2 separate regions of the Ovis aries genome follow, and region 2 is linked to region 1. A link is a contact called in public Hi-C data. All regions are on one chromosome and are shown on one strand. The core of a region is the stretch at or near the end of the contact, and the rest is flanking DNA. Distances in the headings are between cores, read along the strand shown.

Evidence for each region. A called contact is a pair of places that touch in the nucleus more often than the background predicts.
Region 2: a contact with region 1 is called in a Hi-C map of muscle, with 3 times the contacts expected there. The contact joins the promoter of SETD7 here to the enhancer-like site in region 1. A contact is called at or near these places in 3 of 16 Hi-C or Micro-C datasets (hypothalamus, muscle and skin fibroblasts).

What each region holds. Positions count from the first base shown.
Region 1 is chr17:18,183,124-18,186,095 of ARS-UI_Ramb_v3.0, forward strand. No RefSeq gene overlaps it. Among named protein-coding and RNA genes, the nearest start is that of SETD7, 40 kb to the right of the region's middle. Within about 2 kb of position 1,573, at least 7 of the 54 cell types and tissues checked have an H3K27ac peak or open chromatin away from gene starts, as enhancers often do. A contact at or near this core is called in muscle, where this site is marked.
Region 2 is chr17:18,223,698-18,226,513 of ARS-UI_Ramb_v3.0, forward strand. It overlaps SETD7 (SET domain containing 7, histone lysine methyltransferase), which reads left to right and starts at 1,407. Exons shown (of 8, transcript XM_027956265.2): 1 at 1,407-1,549. The coding sequence starts at 1,510.

The sequences.
Region 1 (2,972 bases), core at 323-2,822:
ATTTCCTCATGAAACATGAAATTTTCAGATTGCGTTTACTACAACACTTTCTCTTGAAATAGCCATGGTTTTTAATGGTGGAGTTCAATTATCGTTTGGAAACTAACGCTCTATTGTATGTGGCTGCTTATGATGACTATGACCTACAGTGCTTTCCAAGGCCCTTAAACCTTTATTGAGTTTGAAAATCAAGTTGCTATTTTTTTTTTTTTTTTAACAAACCACACACATAAAACAATCGTGTGTGTGCTGCTTGTAAATGAGAAGTTATGGGTCTGGCTGCCTCTCTGTAAACAGACTTACTTTTTATCCCCTGGTCTTGTAAAACTGCTGACAGCTACACAGTCTTTCAATTTGAATTCTGTGTGAGTTGCAATGCCAGACAGTTCCACATGGCAAATGCAAGTATGACTGTGCTTAGCTTCATGTCAAGAATGTGTTTTCCAAAGTGTCATTTGAAGATGATTTAGGCGGATGGAGTAAATACATTTTTTTTCTCACCAATTACACCATTATTTTAGGGATAACTTACCATTATTTCCAATGATTTTCAAAGGATCTTGCTGACCTGCTAGCGTATGAGTTTGAAGTGTTCCTGACCTCAAGCATTTAGTCAAATAAACAAGCACTTACTTGCAGAGGGAGCTGCTATTTATAGGCACTCAACACTGGTTTCCTTTCTAAATTAAGAGTCCTTCGGTAATGTAAACAACCACACTCTGACTTTGTTTTGAATATTCCTAGTTCTACTTTCCCATATTTTCAAAGCATGGTATATCTGTATAAACCCATGAGACGCTGCTGTCCCCAAGTACTTCTTACGAAGAGCCAGAAAGAAGCAATATGATGCAAATGCTTTCTGGAAGATGCAACTGTTTGGAAGATGATTCTTCAGTTGGTGAGATTTTATAGCTTGCTTTTTCTAGAGAAAAATGGGTTAAATATATTTTTTAAATATGTTAAAAAATACATAAATATATCCATAGGGATCTCACCTTCGAGCAGATGGAGAAAAACAACAATTAAAATAAACAAGTAAGATACACAGTATTTATACCATAATATGAGTATGGAGGGTCTTCCCTGGTGGCTCGGTGGTAAAGAATTTGCCTGCAATGCAGGAGACATGGGTTTAATCCCTGGGTCAGGAAGATCCCCTGGAAGAGGGCATGGCAACACACTCCAGCATTATTGCCTGGAGAATCCCATGGACAGAGGAGCCTGGTGGGATCTCAAAGAGTCAGACATGACTGAAGCCACTGAGCACACACGCAGGCTCGAGTATGGAGAGGGCTGATGGAGCATTTATTAGGGCTGTTATTTTAAATGGAATTGTCAGAGAAGATTTCACTGAGGAAATACATAAGACTTGAATAAGACAAGGGATTTAGCCATGGTGATATCTGGGAGAAGAGTGTTGCAGGCAGAAGGGAAGGTCGGTGCAAAGGCCCTGAGGCAGACACATGATTGGTACATACAAGGGAAAGCAAAGGGGCTATAGTGGCTGGAGCAGAGTAAGCAAGGGGGACGCCGTCTAAGATGAGTTAGAGACATCAAAGAAGCCAGCCAGATTACGAAACCCGTGGCAGCCCCTTGTTCGTAAGACTTTGGCTCTTACTCTGAGGAGCTAGAGAAGTAACATGATCTGACTTTGTGTTAAAAGGATTTGGCGTGGGGTTGGGGGGCGGGGGGGGGGGGGTGCAGGGCAGAACCAGGAAGACGGGATTGCGATATTCCATGTAAGAGATGTAAGAGCTCAAACCAGGTGAATAGCAATGGAGCTGGTAAGAAGTGGTCAGATTCTGGGCCTGTTTTGGGGAAAGGGCCAACAGGATTTGCTGGGAGGTTGGCTCAAGAAAAAGAAAGAAGAGAATGGTTGAACATTCCATTAGTTTTCTGTGGCTACTGAAGCACAGAGCCACAAGCTTGGCTGCTTAAAGTGACAGAAAATTATTCTGTCACAACTCTGGAGGCCAGAAGGCTGACATAAAGGAGTTGTCAGGGGTGCCTGTCCCCAGAAGCTCTAAGGGATATTCTTTCTTGCCTTTTCCAGTTTCTGGGGGATCTGGGCATTCCTCAGGCTGAGGCCACATGACTCCAATCTCTGCCTCCCTCCTCACACGGCCTTCTCCTCTGTGTGTCATCTCTTATCTCTCGTAAGGACACTTTTCCTTGGATTTAGGACCTGCCCAGATCATTCAGCATGACCTCACCTAGAGAGGCTTAATTATAACTGCCAACAACTTTCCCCCAATTAAGCTCACATTCACATAACGGGGGTTAGGACATGGCCATGTCTTTGGGGGAGACACCATTTCAATTCACTGCAGTGACTCCAAGTTCTTTTAACACAAGCACCTGTGAGGATGTAATCGTCATTCATTGAGATGGTGAAGATGCGGGTTGAAAATCGGGAGAGGAGTCTAGGACCTCAGTGTTGGACACGTTGGGTTTGAGAGGCTTATTTGACATTTAGTAGAGATGTCGAGCTGGCATCTGGGTAAACAAGACTGGCGCTCAGGGGACAGTGCAGGGCTTGAGAGATAAGTTCGGAGGTACCAGGATACGGCAGCATGGCAAGGTACAGGACCAGTGATATAACCAGGAGAGGGAAGGAGACAAGAGGGAAGCTGTGCCAGCCTTCACTGGACCCAGCTTAAGAGCCGAGAGGAGCAGCCAGGCGGGGAGGAGGAGAAACAGGAGAGCGTCAAGGCCTGGAAGCTGAATGGAAGAATTGCCTGAAGGCGGAAGGAGTGACCAACTCCACCTCCTGGCTGTGTCACATTGCAAATTCTCAGGCCTAGGGTTTCAGGTAAAAGCTGACGTTTCCTCTGCTGTTTCCTGTAACAAGATGGCGCAATCTTCATGTAACTCTTCTTTTATCATGTTGAAAAGCCAGGGCCATCTTATTGAAACCATGAATACCCTGAAGTGACTTACAGTGAAGTATGTTTTTAAGGTAATGAGTTATT
Region 2 (2,816 bases), core at 157-2,656, 40 kb after region 1:
TGGTCTCCCGGGTACTGGAAGTACTCCGAAATCCGCAAAGTCTCATTCGTGGTTCAGAAAACAAAACAGAACAACTTTCTCTGCTCCCTCCTCTCCGCTCCCCGCCCTCGCCCGCTGCGTGCAGTAGCTGTTCTTGGCAGATGCCCAGAGCGGCACCCGGTAATTCCACGGTACATTGTGTACATTTGCATCCATTTAACCAGCTATTTACAGCCGCCCTTTACCGCCACCTGTAAGAGGCAACGCCGTAATGACACTAAGTGGCGGGGCCGGGAAGCGGGGGCCCCGTGATGTTCTACACTTCAAGAGCAGGAATCTGTGAAGGGCTGGCACTTGGAGAAACCAAGAGACGGCTGGGGACATCACACGTACTGGGCGGGAGGCGACAGGGGGAGGCGCGCCAGACGGAGGGTCCTTCCTCGGGAGCTCCACTCGGTGGCTCCTTTTCCGTTACCACCACCGCGAGGAGGGACCTGCCAGGCCTTCCGCGCGGCTTATTTCCTGCCTGATAAAGAGCCCGCTGCCATTTGGATTTGCTGAAGCTCTGAATCACTCGAGACGAGACGCCTGATGGTCCCGAGGAGGGTGGGGACGCAGCGCGCTAGGGTGGGAGCCGCAGTCCGGCGGCATCCGGGCTGGATGTCACCCCCTGGCGCCTGGGAAACCTGCTCGCGGATGTGATGCTGCAACGCGGGGACACCTGCGCTCCCGTGCGTGCCGCACTCGTGCAGCTCCGGGTGGCAAACGGGATGAAGTGGGGGCGAGGGCGAGAGGAAGTTGAGGCGCTGGAGTATCAGGAACGCTGCCTGAGCTTGCCCGGCTCTTTGGAGGCTGTCCGGAGGAGCCGGGGCGGGGAGGGGAGGGCTGCTACGGCTGGCGAGCACTGAACGCGGACTTCCAAGGGGTCCCTGGCATAGTTGGAGGTCGAGCATTCTGAGCCCTCCCCACCCCCAAGGGTGGCTACCCGGAGGTCCCAAGCGCCGCGAGGAGAGCGCTCGGAGCGCACCCAACCTCGCAGAAGCAAAAGCTAAACCCGTAATGGGCCGGGGGACTGGAGGGGTGGGGCGCAGAGCCAGCGCGGACCGGGAGCGCCTTTCGTTTTAAGGAGCCTTACTTCTGGGAAGGGACAGGGAACTGTCAATCAGCGAGGGAGGGAGCGCACCGGCGCTGGGTGATGTCAGCGGATCAGCTGCTCGATAACAAAGAGGGGGTATTACAGGAGAAAGTTGCAGCGGCGGCGGCGGCGGCCACCGCGGCACCCCGGAGCCTGGGAGGCAAGGGGGCCAGTGGGCGAAGGGGAGGAGGGACGGCTGCCGACGGAGCAGCTTAAGGCCAAGGAATTGAAAGGGCTGTAGGGGGAGGCAGTGCGAGCCAGCCCCGACTGCTCCTCCTCTTCCTCCTCCTCCAAACTCGCAGGGTTCAGCCCCAGCGCTCGCTCAGCCGCCGCGAGCACCCGGAGGGACGCGAGGCAGCCGCGCGGCCCCGAGCTGGGCAGGGTCCCCAGCCGCCATGGATAGCGACGATGAGATGGTGGAGGAGGCGGTGGAAGGTACAAGCATCTCTGCGGGGCCCCGGGAGGAGGCGCCGGAGGGGGCACGGGACGCGGAAGGAGTGGCGGGCTGCGACCGGCGCGGCTGCGGGCCCCCAGCGGCCGCCACCGTCCCCTACGCGGGTGGCCGGGTTCGCGCAGGGGCCGGACGGCCACGGCCACGCCACCGGCGACGCGCACTGAGCGGCGGGGCGCAGGCCGGGAACCGGGCTCAGCGGGGCCGGGGTCCCCGGGGGGTCGGGAGAGGGGCACGGCTGCTCCATCCTGCCCGGCCACCGCCTGCATCCGCCCTCGGAGTTACAAAACCTGCCCGGCACTCCGGCCTTCCCCTTTTCGGGGATGGGGGATGGAGGTGCGCAGGAGGACAGACCCCCCCGGGCCCCCTCCCCCGCCGCCGCTGGCGATCTCGGCGGAGCAATCCTGAGCCCCTCTCCCGGCGCCAGCCCTTTCGTTCGGCTTGCCGCTGCGATCCGCGGTGACCGCGGTCGCGTCCGGGTCCGTCCCCCGGCGCAGCGCACAGGGCTGGACCAGGCACGTGGCAGCCGCGGCTCGGGCGGTCGCTCCTCCGAAAAGATGAAATCATTGCAGGGCCGGGGACAAGGCTCCGGACCCGGGGCTTGAACGCACGCCGACCTGGCCTCCGCTGCCCCGGAGCGCACTCGGCCACACCGCCCCTCCCCCTTCCTGCTTCCCCGGCGGCTGCCGCCGCCGCCACACTGTGCAGGCGCCCCGCAAGCCCGGACCCAAATTGCTGGGTGACACTTAACTTTCTGAATTCCATGCAGTTGGCTGTGGGTGATATCACCGCCTCTGTGTCGTGTTTCTCCGCCCCTTCGCTTCCAGCGCCCCTCCCCCGACTTTTCTCGCCACTTTGTTTTGCTGAGTTTCTCCACCTCTTTTTTCTTTTTTTTTTTTTTGGCTAGTTCTAAAAAAACGAGGTGGGGACGTTATACAATCTAGTTGTTTGTATCCTGAGACGTTATGATTTTGTAACAGTGAATACTGGAAAATACACGTTAGCGTTATTTATTTCTATGATTCTACCCTGGACGGTACGTCGTGATGTTTTGCAGTGTTGCGTGGTATTATTCCAGAATATTTTAACCAAACAGCTAAGTAAACATTTTTTAGCTTTTGGTTGAATCTGCTTTCTATCTAATTTGTATAAACAAGTTCTTAGAAATGGTAAAGAAAAACAAAGTGACAAGGCTTACAGACTCATGAGAATGCAGTTACTGCTACTTTGAGAGGAAAAAAAATCAATTTT